Regions from separate parts of the Bombyx mori genome. Here region 2 is linked to region 1. A link is a contact called in public Hi-C data. All regions are on one chromosome and are shown on one strand. The core of a region is the stretch at or near the end of the contact, and the rest is flanking DNA. Distances in the headings are between cores, read along the strand shown. Region 1 holds the start of LOC101735790. Region 2 holds the start of LOC101743225 (Golgi SNAP receptor complex member 1).

Region 1 (7,084 bases), core at 1,196-3,695:
TTTTTTATTACCAGTGACTTAGTTGTGGCCTCTAATGTCACTTGGTCGTCAGAGGTTTGGAAGCTGTTCAGTGTTTCGTTTAGTATTCTTTGAGGTGAAGTAATTCTGAAAAATATTTCATTACAATCTAACAGTGATAAAAATAAATTAATATTTTATTTTGGTTACAATTTTTACCTGTTTGGTACTGTATCTTTAGTGTACACAGCCTGCATCGCTTTACAGTCTAATATTGATACAAAATGTGTCTTAACTATACCATGCTTGCATTTCAAACAAAATATTAACTTGCAAGATTCTGGATCTAATTTCATTTCCAAACTTTCTACCTGTTTATCAATGTGAGCTGGAGATTTAAAGGCGTTTAAAGCAGACTTCATCGATATTTTGCATTTCAGACCTTCGTTATCTTCAGTCGAGTAATAATTGTAATTAAAATAAGAAAAGAAGTTTTTGTTAAATTTAATCATCGCATATGCGGATTCGGCTGCATTCAATGTTCTCAATAATATACAGTCGGGTAATGACTCCAGGTATAATTCATCTCCAAATCGAGCTAAGGTATGTACTGTTCTTGCTAAAACTAAAATTATATAAAAATTATATTCGTTTCCGAGCCAGCATAATTTCAGTATTGATAACACACACTTTATATTACCTTTAACATTAGGCCCCGGAACGTGACACTTCATTGTTATGTTGACTTCCTCAGAAAGTTAACTAAAATCTACTTTAAATTCATTTCTAGGCTTTAACATCAATATAAGGATTACCTATGTTTTCACTATAATTTTTTGTCTAATTTCCTGATCCTGACCTACTGAGATACCAGGTATTATTAGGATGATACGAGTGACAGATATTTGACAGTTCTCGTGATGCGACGACAATTTAATGATCCAAATGATCCAAAGAAAATTAATCCACATGATTATTTTAAAAATTGTACTGTAAATATTTATAAACTATTCTACATATTGATAGATTGACTATTGATGGTTTGACTATACAGAAATATTTTTGAAGTGAAACTTCCTTATCGGCGTTGGAAAAAAATTTACCGTCACGTTTTTCGGTTACGCGTCACTTTTTTCCGTTACGCGCCATCTTTTAATTAACGGCTGTATGTTCTGAAGTATAGATGCGCATTTGAGAAACCGACCTCATGTCTCAAGGTGGGTCACGGAATACATTTTGTAATTGCAATAATCCCAGGTAACCCACTTAATATCACGTGGACCGTGCTATTATTGTTATTACGTAAAATAATAGGAAGAAAAGTACCAGGGTATTATGATATCAAAGAGATGTATTATTATAACTTTACTCTGACGTACAGCCTTCTTTATTAATTAACGGCTGTATGTTCTGAAGTATGGATTCCGATTTGAGAAATTGACCTCATGTCTCCAGGTGGATTACGGAAATCATTTTGTAATTCCAATAATCTCAGGGAGCCCACTTAATAATATCACGTGGACCGTGCTATTTATTACTGTTATTACGTAAAATAATAGGAAGAAAAGTACCAGGGTATTATGATAGCAAAGAGATTTATTAATAATTAACGGCGGTATGTTCTGAAGCATGGTTTCGGATTTGAGAAATCGACCTCATGTCTCAAGGTGGGTCAAACTTCACGAACCTCAGGAACCCCATTTAACACCACGTGGACCGTGCTATTATTATTAATTTATAGGAAGAAAAGTACCAGGGTATTATGATATCAAAGAGATGTATTATTAAAATGCTGTAATAATCTTAGTAGCAAAAAGGTAAAGTGAAATAATTGTATTATTTGTATTCATGTCTATTGTCTATGATAATAAAATCCTTTTGTTTAAACTTTATCTAATTTAACTTTATTTAACCAATTTCTAGAAAGTTGCATGTAGATCATTTTTCGAAAAATAAGGCCATAAACAAGTTTCACTTCTTACGTGTGTACACTAGTACACGCACACATTTTTTTATTTAGTACCATTGTAACAAAATCAATAAAGAGGAAGAGAAAATGTTAATTTATTTATTATTGTTTAATAATAAATTACCTATTTTATACTACCCTATGGTTATATTAAACAACAGATACAAAGTAGAAATAAACAAACCATCCTCTTTTTTATTGTGTATTAGGGTGAATGATAATCATATAAAATCTATTGTGAAATTACGGTATGCATGTATATATAAATTATTTTAAAAGAGGGTTTTTTAATATTTATCTGGTCACAATAGCAATAGGCAGGACTTTCGAATCATAATTACAGTTAGTTATCGCTAAGTGAGTACTCGCTCAATCTTATCGCAGTACTGCAAGTATTTATTGTATGAAACAAAAGATATTTAGAAAACTGAGTCATTATGGTAGTTGAAATGATTGTATACACACTACTCGTGGAACCACTATTTGACTTGAAATAGTCTATTCAATAACATCTCGACTAACTAATTTGATGAATGAACAATGTTGCGCCCAATTCAATCGACTATTGATATCGATCGATGTCTCGAAATGAACAGTTCCGTTATTTATTTTTGACAGTAGGTATGTGGATGGTAATACTGAATATAGAACAGTTTGAAGTATGTGCACCTGACGACTTACAACAGACCGTTATTCGTGGCCCTACTCGGTGATCTACTAAGCTGAATAAAATAAACGCTCCACAGACTACTAAGAGAATTTATGTTATTAATGAACTTGTTTTGTGCGTGATATTAAGTGTATAATCTATGTGCGTGAATGCACTGTTATGTGATGTTGTGTCTTACTGTTTAGCTGGATTTAATTAAAATAAATGCCGAGGAGAAAGTTTGTAACGAAACTAAAAAACCTATCTCGTTTTCAGTTCCTAATAATTTTAATTTTAGTGAATTAAATATTGTAGAACATTTTTTCGTACAGTAAGGTGAAGTGCGAACAATGAAATTAAGCCGTAAGTATATAAACGAATAACATTGTGCTGAATATATTTAATAGATAGAAATTATAAATTAATTTAAATAATCAAAAAATATATTGCTTTAGATTTTTGGCCAACTTGCGCGCCACCTGATGTTATGTGGGTACGGAGACCATATTCGTCGCACGAATGCCACTGCCCATCTTGAGACATGAGGTCGAAGCGGCTATTCCACCCTCATAACTTCATGGGAGTAAATATTAAGATTGTGGTATTCGGGCGAGTTTTCTGTCCAATATCACCAGTAAATGAATAATAAATTTTTGATACCATACTTACGCTTTATAAATTTGAAAAGTTCGATTTACCTATATTGCTCGATTCCTTCCATTCGTGGAAGTTACTAAGGAAAATTAAAGTTTAGCTACCACATTAACGATTCGTGATTCTGTAACGCAAATATACAAGTAACTAAAGTTTGTGTTAAAATTAAATATGTATTACCTTTATTAATTTCTGGACGACCTGTTCATTAAATAGATTAGTTAATAATCTTACATTATTAGAATATAACGGTGCTTTTCGGTACCTCAAGCACCGGTCATCGGTCTCGTCCCGTCGCTTGTGACGAAGGGTCGAGTTTCCGATCCGCTGGTAGATTCTGCGAAGCACGGCTCTTACTAGGGTTCGTGTTAGCAACGTCGTCAGGTTTGAGCCCCGTGAGCTCAGGTGTGTGTTAAGGTTACGCTGAAATAGCCTCTCAAGGCTATCAGCTTAGGTAGGAAAAAAAAAACAACGCATTTCGATAAGTAGAACAAAAAGGTATGACTAAGTATTTTTTGTGTTTTTTTCAGTATTATTTATTAAATGCTAAGTAAAAAAACGTTGAAGCCTATTGTTATTTTTTTATTCATTTATTGATACATACTAAAATGGTACATTATACACTAGAAATAAATAAACGTGTCGCTTTCGACGGCTAGTGCTATAGATCGGCAGAGGAGCAGTGATCACCGTACCGCCTATTTCTGCTGATGTTAATTCAGTGATGCCCTTAAAATACAGCAACGGCAACAGGATTCGCGTTCTAGTATTTTTTTTTATTGCTGAGTTGGGTGGACGAGCTCACAGCTCACCTGGTGTTAAGTGGTTACTGGAGCCCATAGACATCCACAATGTAAATGCGCCACCCACCTTGAGATATAAGTTCTAAGGTCTCAGTATAGTTACAACGGCTGCCCCACCCTTCAAACCGAAACGCATTACTGCTTCACGGCAGAAATAGGCAGGGCGGTGGTACCCACCCGCGCGGACTCACAAGAGGTCCTACCACCAGTAATTACGCAAATTATAATTTTTCGGGTTTGATTTTTATTACACCATCGTGTAATAAAAATCATAGAAAATCGTGTAATAAAATAACATCTTATTCCTTCACCGTGGAAGTCAATCGTGAACATTTGTTGAGTACGTATCTCATTAGAAAAATTGGTACCCGCCTGAGATTCGAACATCGGTGCATCGCTCAACACGAGTGCACCGGACTTCTTATCCGTTAGGCCACGACGACTTCTACGTTCCACATTACGGAATCCACAACCACGAAAATCATTTAACCCGGTGCCTAAAATAGCGCTAACAAAATTTTTAACTAAAAATATAGGCCACGTTTTTATAATAGAATAATAGTTGATGTAATTGAATCCCAGAGAAACCCCGATGTAAGGTACACCGTGTGCGTAAATTTAAAATCGTGTCTTTGTACAGTGTTTGTTATCTTATAATGCATGATGACCTGGACCTAAAGTCCATCAGTAAGTATCTGCAGTCGGCATCAATTCGCCACTTCGATAAAGCGGCACGACACGAGAACCCTCTCATCGTGGCCGCCGGTAACTGCATTCCCGATCCTGCGGATAGAATGGAAAGCAGTCGACGTCGCTCAAAACACGGCATTTCGGATCCTCCCGATCCACTATCGGTGCTTTTAGATACCTTAAGCACCGGTCAGGGTTCGACAAGTAAATTAACCCAAAGACACAGCCCACTGAGTTTCTCGCCGGATCTTCTCAGTGGGTCGCGTTTCCGATCCGGTGGTAGATTCTGCGAAGCACGGTTCTTGCTAGGGTTCGTGTTAGCAACGTCGTCAGGTTTGAGCCCGTGAGCTCACCTACTAGTTAAGGTTACGCTGAAATAGCCTCTCAAGGCTATCAGCTTAGGTAAGGTACAAAAAAAAATCTTATAAGCATTTCTTAGTATTACCATAACCGGTTTTCTCATTGCATAAATGAGTGGACGAACTCACAGCCAAACTGGTGTCATTCGTGTACCTTTATCCTTTACGTAATTCATTAGTAAAATTAGTAGTTGTCAGCAGAATTCGAACACATGTATAGTCGCATCGCGCGATATGAAACCGTACATCCACCGGGCGTCATATCCTCTAGGCCACGACGTCTTCTTAATTTTTTTCACAGCAATTATGACATATATGATACAGCGTGTAATAAAACAATGTATCAAAGTGACTCAATACAAAATAGAAGATTTGAAACACATGAAATATAAGACAACATAAATTGTTAATGTTTTATGGTTACCGTCGCGAGAGATAGAATATAAATATGTACCTACCCATCAATTCTAATCTAATACAAATTTACTAGTTTTATTTAAATCTTTCAAGTAGATTTTGAGCGATATTCGATTGTATGGACAGAATTGAATTTTTTTTTAATTATTATGATAGAGTAATCTTAATTGTTTCAAATCTTATCTAATTATTCGTAGCGTCATTAATCTAAGAAGATATTATATGCTATTACCCTAAATAGAATTCTGTTTGTTATAATTATTTATTACCTAATTAAATGAAGTGATTTTCTGCTTTATTATATTACAATACATAATAATATCTAAGTATAGAAAAAGATCTTTATTCGCAGGGTATAATGTTGTTCCGTAATGATGCCGCAAAATTGCCGTGAATATTGAACTGTAATGGTACAAAGGATATTTGGTTGGATACACCTACATATTGGAATGCTTTTTACCAACGTACCGATTATATCCGCGAATAAAGAAATCTTTAGTCTCGAATAATATAGTAATTGAGTCGCATTTTTTTAATCCGCGAATAGTGAAAACGGGATTGAAGGAAGTGCTAATAAGGAACTTTTACTGTACTAGCTGTAATAAAACACAATATTAAAAAACAAAAATAATCATTTATTTCATACAAGAGAAACCCCGCTTTTTATATTGCAAATTTTTTACATAAGTATTTTGTTTTTTTTTTCTATTCCGATTTCTAATTAAAAATCAATCGCATTATCGATTAATTATGTAATCGATACTCAAATTTGTTTTGTTAAAAAATACGATTAAAATACGGTCCGGATTTCATAAAATAGTTCTTGAATTCCTGTTCGTTTTTAAAGAATTCAAAATTCTCTATGGTTGCATTGGAAATGTGCCATGCGACGATCAATTTACAAGAACGGTCTCCTTCCGCGCAGTATTCAAGGGGCAGCTTAAAAGAAGAGCTTCCTTGAGGATAAAAGGTGTATTCCGTCAGAGTCCTTATACCGCACTCCAATACGTTATCAGCAAGACTCCTTAGTGTACCTTGAATGTACGCAAAAGTTATCGATTAATAATTTTAATCCACTGCTTTATCTTTTCTTTATGCTCTTCTATATTATGTGGGCCTCTTATGAGCTCACACCACCCAAGGCGTAGTCACCTGCAAGGAATTGGGGGAGGACCTTGATCTCCCTCGGCTCCCTCTTCCTTCCTCTCTGGAGGCGACGGAGTCCGACATAACCCGGTCTGTTACCCTCCTTGACCGGGTATCCGTAAATGGATTAGCGTTAAAAAAAAAAGTACCACCCTGCTACTTCGGCCACGAAACCGTAATGCGTTCCAGTTGGAAGGGTGAGACAGTCGTTATAACTATAAAATTGAAACCTAGTCCTCATGTCCCTATGTCAGTGGTCGGCAACCTGCGGCTCATTGACCCCTCGGCTACGGCTCTTCCGCGAAATATTTAGTTCAGGCACGAATATTACCTACTTATTATCTTGCCTTGTCAGAGACGAAGTAGACATTTTTAAGAAATAAGGCTATAAAAATATGTCGACTTCTCGCATTAAAACTGTATAATCTCAAAACTTACT
Region 2 (7,084 bases), core at 2,031-4,530, 420 kb after region 1:
TACAACTCGGGACCACATACAACGCGAGCTCTCATACAACGCGGGACTTCATACAAAGCGGAACCTCATACAACGCGGGACCCCATACAACGCGAGGCCTCATATAAGGCGGGATCCAATACAACGCGGAACCCCATACAACGCGGGACCTCATACAACGCGGGACCCCATACAACTCGGGACCACATACAACGCGAAACCTTACACAACGCGGGACCTCATACAACGTGGGACCTCATACAACGCGAGGCCTACTACAACGCGAGACCCACTACAACGAGAGGCCTACTACAACGCGAGGCTTATTGAGGCACTCTGCGGCGCTCCCGTTTGGTGCCGCGCCCTGACCCGCGAAAACATCGCCGTACTGCGATGTTCGCAGCGTGCAATGGCGGTCAGGACGCCATGACACAGTGGATCACACATTGGCGTGCTGCACTAGATTCGACGAGTTTGAAAAGTTTGAAAATGCAGAACTATGGTACGTGAGAGTTTACAGTACCCCTACTATCAGTAAGCTGAGAACTCTGCTTTCCATTATCTGGTGAATACTGTAGACTCCTATTCCAGGTTGACACCATATAGGCAAAATTACATGCAACTTTGCCGGGGTTTGAATTCTCCAGGCACAATTCTATCTATTTCTGCAACAAAGCAGTCAAGAGTTTTGACTGACAGGCTTATCTACTAACGTCATTCACATTATGCTTTGTATGGTTTTAAGGTGGGTGGCGCATTTACGTTGTAGATGTCTATGGGCTCCAGTAACCACTTACAGCAAACAGGTAACGAGCTGGTCTTCCCATCAGCAAGAGTAAAGTAACCTATTTTTTATATATTGCGTACATGGGTGTATCATTTAGTAATCAAATAAACATATAAATACAAACTTCTACATTCATAATACATATTTGTTAATAGAGATAAGTTAAGCAAATTTGACAGTGTTTTTAGTTCCACTTTTATCCTAATGTCACAGAAGGTACATTGAAAGTCTCCAATTAAGATACCAAACCAATTAATTAAATTTAAACCAATTAATTAATTTATTTAATTTTAAACCAATTAAGTCATATTAATTAATACATGCATACAAACCATTAGTATTTCTCTGTGCCGTTTGATTGTGTGCATTGTGGCTGCTCCACTTGGGGCTATGTCGGCCATTTTGTCATTTATTGATGATAACTGAGAAATTGGAATTATATTATCCATAAACAAGTATTAAGATGGTATCTGATTAATTTGATGTTTAGTTTTGTTACTTAGATGTCTTAATAGTAACAAATATCTCATTGTAAGCTCACAGCTGTATTATCTATGTTTTCACAGATATTTCTATAAATAAGCTAGTAAAAAGTTTATTGGATGTGAACAGTGCAAGACATGTCATTGTAGTGATCCTTCAAAGAGGTCAATGATTTCATAGATGATGATAATTTAGTTTTTGTATTCATTGCCAACTGCTGCATTATATTTTATTAAAGACGAACCATTGCCCTCTATGATTTATATAAGAATCAGACAAACAGCTATCTGACACTTGACTCACTTTGGATCTTTTGTAAAGACAAGTTAGCTAGTTTAGATTATATATAACAATTACCTGATTAAGTAGCTGCTGCAGCTCCATAGACATGGTATCAAACATATCATCACTGTTTATGAGAGGGGCAGTCTCTGAATTAATATTGGCCGAACCTGAACTGATACCCAGTTTGCTAAATGCGACAAGTTTCACATCTATGTCATTTTCTAGGGTCCGAGCTTGCCTTCTTAGCTCTGAAATAAAAAAGGGCATACATGTCATACACAATACATAATTAAAATAATTTTTACGGCTCAACCACACATTTTTTATTTACATTATATAATTTCCTGCATTTTGAATACTTTACAGTTTTTGTTATCTAGTTTCAGTTTAGATTAAACTGTTTTGGAGAATATACGACGACGACGACGAATTTTGTTGTTCGGAACTTGTATATATGCAAGTTTATCTTGAGAATGTCGTAAGCGAGATTCAGGCATCTGTCAAATATCCTGCGTTGTATGATGGCTACCCGCCACACCGTAAATGTTATTTTAATTATTTCTTTGAATTGTAAAAACAAATGAAAATTTATAATACAATATGCTCAATATCTACAAAATAATGTAATGATGTGTTTTATATCATCACAAAGATAGACAACTAAAGTATGATCTATTACACCAATCATATTACCTTTGATAATAATTTTTAAATATTTTCCGAATATCTAAATTATTAAGTTACTTATTATTATTTATTATTAATAAATAATGACACCATAGGCATAAGGTAAAATAATACCAGGAAAAGGTTAACAATAGCTCAAACTTAAATACTAACAGTCATATTCAAGTATGAAGACTATAATTTATTCTTATTACTTATTTTATTGATGAAAAACACAAATATCACATTTTAGCTATCACTTCAATATGTGTGGTTATCATTATAGTGGTACTATAGTATTGAATAAAACAATTAAATGTCTAACATTATCCGATAGCTAACTAATATTCTTAGTGCACGGGACCTGTATGACACATTTATCTTGTTAATCTCTAAACTAATTAATCTCCAACCTTCTTTCATGGTGACAGGTAATTTGTATGTGACCACTTCTTCAAAATCATTGTTCTGTGAGGCATCTTGTTTTTAGTACAAACTATGTATTTTAGTAATGTACTTTGGCTAATACATTCCGTTTTATTTAAATTAAAACAATAAAATTGTGCTGATGATAGTTGATATATTGTTAAAGGACCACCTTAGCGAGCACTAAAGATTTTTTTGTTCTTTAGTAGCTGATGGTAACGATCTAAATAAAATATTATGTACTGTTTATAAACAAACATGACAACTCAATGTTGAATAAAACGAAGATGTTACAATGTGTTTAATTTTTAATAAATATTGTAGTTTTTGTGTTAATTGACTTATAAGGGGTTCGTTCAAATTTAGTTCATTTAATAAAGAACTTTGCAACGTCATAACTTAACCGGTGAATGTTTCAATGATCAAGATAATGTAATCTTACCTTCCCATGGTGCAGTTATAGTAGACATTGCTGCTAATGTCAATTATCTTCTAGAATTCTGCTGCACTTCTATTTCGACAACTTTAGTCTTGTTTTTATTTTCAACAGAAAATTGCAAATTTTCGAAGTCCAATGTATTTTTGACAGTATTTTTATATAGTTAGGTATGTACCTACCTACCTTTCATATAATATCTATGGTATAATTTATGAGTTAGCTGAAAATGTGTTGCCATATATTCCAATGAAAGAATTTTAATTCAATCTTTTAAAAAATATTTGTGACTTACTCCTATTTATCTAGCACCCGGTATTTTATGATTGGTTAGATGAGTGAGCGAGCTCACAACCCGCCCAGTTATTAAAGTATCTACACCGTTAATGCCGTCACTCGCCTTGCAATAAGAGGTCTAGTGTCAGTTTTTACAGTACAAGCAACGGCTGCCCCACCACTCAAATCGAAACGCGTTATTGCTTCACCGCAGAAATAGGCAAGGTGGTGGTAATGTTTGCTAAATTTACCACCGCATCGCTTAATACGAATGCACCGGACGTCTTATTTACGCCACGACGACTTCAACCGTACTTTTTAATTCCAACTTGGGCGAGTATCTTTAGACATTAACTTGCAGGACTAACCGTTAGCCTTTTACCTATGATTTTCTCTTAGTGATTTTAATGTTTCAAACACTACCAATGTCAGTCTTTAATTGACATGAAAAACTAAGGAATACTCGAATTTCATAAAAGGTGGCAACTACAGTTCAGAGCCGTACAGATAATCACTGCAAGTCAATGTCACTTGTCATCAAAATTAGAGCTGCAATCATCAAGATCGCATTTCCAGAGAAAATAACTGATAAAAATTCACAGTATCACAGTTATAATTTTGTTTTTCTTCTAGTATCTAATCAGAATAATTAAACTATTACAAAAGTAATAAGTAAAAGAAAAGAGCGGAAACTGCTTCATAGTTAATACACCTAATATTGAACGGCTTCATCGTCTGACTGCCAAAAGAATTAGATCTTGACTTTTGGCAAGTGGCAGTTGATCTCGATTAGTGATGGGAAATAACAACCACTGTTATTAACTTTTAAGAAACGCAAAAAAGATAGCTGTGATAAAACTAGCTTTCACTATTTCTTTCAGTGGGTCCAAGTATTTAAAATTGCTAAAAATATGAAGAAAATGAAAATGCGAAAATAATACTCATTATATTGTATTATAAAACTGGGTTTAAGTAGGTATTTTTGTAATTGCACCGAATTACTAATCATCCATCCGTATTACAGAGGGCTCTGGCATTGACTTTTTTTCTACCTGTTCTAGTACCTAATCTCAAGGGGTTATTTTAGATTCACTGAACTAGTAGGTGAGCTAACAGGGCTCAAACCTGACGTCGTTGCTAACACTAATTCTAGCAAGAGCAGTGCTTCTCATAATCTACTACCGGATCGGAAACGCGACCCACTGCGAAGATCCGGCGAGAAACTTAGTAGGCTGTGTCTATGGGGTTTTTTATTTTTTTTTATTGCTATGATGGATGGACGAGCTCACAGCCCGCCTGATGTTAAGTGGTTACTGGGGCCCATAGACATCCACAACGTAAATGCGCCACCCATCTTGAGATATAAGTTCTAAGGTCTCAAGTATAGTTACAACGGCTGCCCCACCCTTCAAACCGAAACGCATTATACCCGCGCGGACTCACAAGAGGTCCTACCACCAGTACAGTTAATTTACTCACTGAGCCCTTCGTCACAAGCGACGGGTTCGACGAGAACAATGACCGATCTGGTATGACGGGAAACATTAAAATGTGATTTTACACTTTTTCGTGATAATAGGTATTCGTTTTCGATTCAAATGTCAGAAAGCGGTTCTTTATAAAACTTTATTTTCCCACGTCTTTACGCTTGTATATAATTTCTTCAAGAGAAAGAAAGCATGAGATTGGCTTTTGTTTTGTCAATATTACGACGTTATCGGTAGCCAGTGCTTGGCTACTTTCCTGGTATTATTAATATCCAACCACTTACTACCAGGTGGATATGTTCGCCTATTTACGTCATAAATCATAAAAGATAAGCTATTGATTTTGTTCACTTTTCTGACATTAATTGAAAGAGTTAGATAGTTTCAGGGAGGTTGTCCTAATTAATTGGTGTTAGCCGAAATAATCAAGTTACTGAGTAATTATGTATTACTGGCATTAGCCGAGCGTTTTGTAGAGTTGCACCTACTCGTGCTTTTAAGTATTGAGTGTACAGATATGGATTTTAAATAAGAAAATCTACACAACGAAAAACAATATGTACTAAATCAGTATTGTTGATTTATTAGAAATTATCTATGTATGTAACTTTTCGAATACGATTTAAATATAAACTTAAATATGACTATCCTTTTCTAACAAATATTGAGATGTGAGACGCTAGGTGATTTAGTCTGATTTTCAATGAAATTAGAGTTAAACTAGGTATAATTTTATTTTTCAAATTTAAGTTACGTACAATTGTACGTAAACTTAAAACGATACAAATGAAATAAAAATTTGATTTGTTGTACTATCACAGAAGTTACTCAGGTAGTTCCTACGAACAAAAATAGATCTTATGACTATTTCGACTCCGACTACTAATTTATATTGTAAGCTCATACAAAGAATACCCATCCTTGTTTCAACTGAATAAGGATCACGTAGGTGCAGCAAAATAGGATTCTGTTTTCTCTAAGCGGATCGAACAGGGTCTATGTCTATCTCTCTTTTTCTTAACTAATATTCAATATCAACACAAGTTCTGTCTTGCTCACTCAAGTGTTTCATCATTCCACCCATATTGAATGTAGCTGTCTTTCTTTCTTTGTAATCCAGTTTCGCAACTGTGCAGTGTTGTGTTGTGAATTAAACATAAAATGTTCATGCTTTCACTGAAAATGGGCAGATTTTTCAATACTCAGTGCTTTTTGTGATATAGAAATAACGCCACGGCTATTTTCATTAAAATTATGACATCAATAATGTTGTAGTATAACAAGGACAAAAACAGCTCAAGCTGACTGCTGCCCAAAATGGCCACGTTCAATAAAACACAGAATTTAAATTTCGAAAAAATATGCCGTGCTTGTTTGCAGATAAAAAAGGATATGAGGCCTTTATTCGAGCAATTAACCGCCACAATGTTGATGGGGATATCAAAAATTCAGGTAAGGAAGACATAACTCAATTTGAAAATCAAAACATTTCTGTCTCACTTGCACTCGTGTTTCAGACGTATAGTTTCTGTCGCGCCATTCGTCCTTACATCGCGTCATCTTTGTTCAGAAGTCATTCGTGATGAACAATTTCGTAAACCCTGAAGCAACTGCTTCATTCTAGAAATGACGAAACGATTCTGTCCTCTTCTATTGTACGCACCATACGCAAAACGCATGAGATAACAGACTCGAATTTTGTGGAGGGCTGGTGACATCAATAGAAAGTAGAATTTCTATATTGTCATCCTTTATCTTCTAGTTTGAGAATGGATATTGGCGTTTGTTTACCTACTAATTTATCATACCTACTTTCCCAACTATATAAATGCCCTTGGATATACAATCACAAATAGGGACACAATCAAAATGAGTCGTACATACACACGCAAAAATTTCAAGGTCATGACAAAATATCAAGTTGTTAAAAAATAATAGCCTAGATAGCACGAATGAAGATAAGAGAGGGGTTTTATGTTGCGACTTTAAACGCATATCACGAAGCTTTTATGAGAAATTATTTGTATTAGGGTTCCGTGGTTAAGAGACGGAGAGCTTTTTTTTAAAGTCACGTTTAGTTTTGTTTGATTTACACCAGAGTAAATAAAAAAATGAATGAAGTACCTAAATATTGATTTACTCTCGTGAAACAAACTGAGTTGGCCTCCTAAGAACTCACAGTCACCGTCGACGTCCTAGACACGTCCTTACAGATCCATCAGATCCAATAACCGTTACATTAGACGACTTTAGCTCTAA

The links. A called contact is a pair of places that touch in the nucleus more often than the background predicts.
Region 2: a contact with region 1 is called in a Hi-C map of middle silk gland, with 2.1 times the contacts expected there. The contact joins the promoter of LOC101743225 here to the promoter of LOC101735790 in region 1. A contact is called at or near these places in 2 of 7 Hi-C or Micro-C datasets (middle silk gland and whole pupa).

The regions. Positions count from the first base shown.
Region 1 is chr16:9,592,943-9,600,026 of ASM3026992v2, forward strand. LOC101735790 reads left to right here and starts at 2,446. Exons shown (of 6, transcript XM_038016316.2): 1 at 2,446-2,939. The coding sequence starts at 2,927. LOC101745714 (cell cycle checkpoint control protein RAD9A) reads right to left here and starts at 1,033. Exons shown (of 3, transcript XM_004926847.5): 1 at 659-1,033; 2 at 178-583; 3 at 1-105. The coding sequence starts at 692. LOC101745475 reads right to left here. Exons shown (of 6, transcript XM_062673074.1): 6 at 6,114-6,533. The coding sequence ends at 6,277.
Region 2 is chr16:10,015,123-10,022,206 of ASM3026992v2, forward strand. It overlaps LOC101743225 (Golgi SNAP receptor complex member 1), which reads right to left and starts at 3,281. Exons shown (of 6, transcript XM_004926828.5): 1 at 3,069-3,281; 2 at 1,607-1,782; 3 at 1,099-1,188. The coding sequence starts at 3,096. LOC101743077 (zinc finger protein 431) reads left to right here and starts at 5,881. Exons shown (of 15, transcript XM_004926827.5): 1 at 5,881-6,277. The coding sequence starts at 6,143.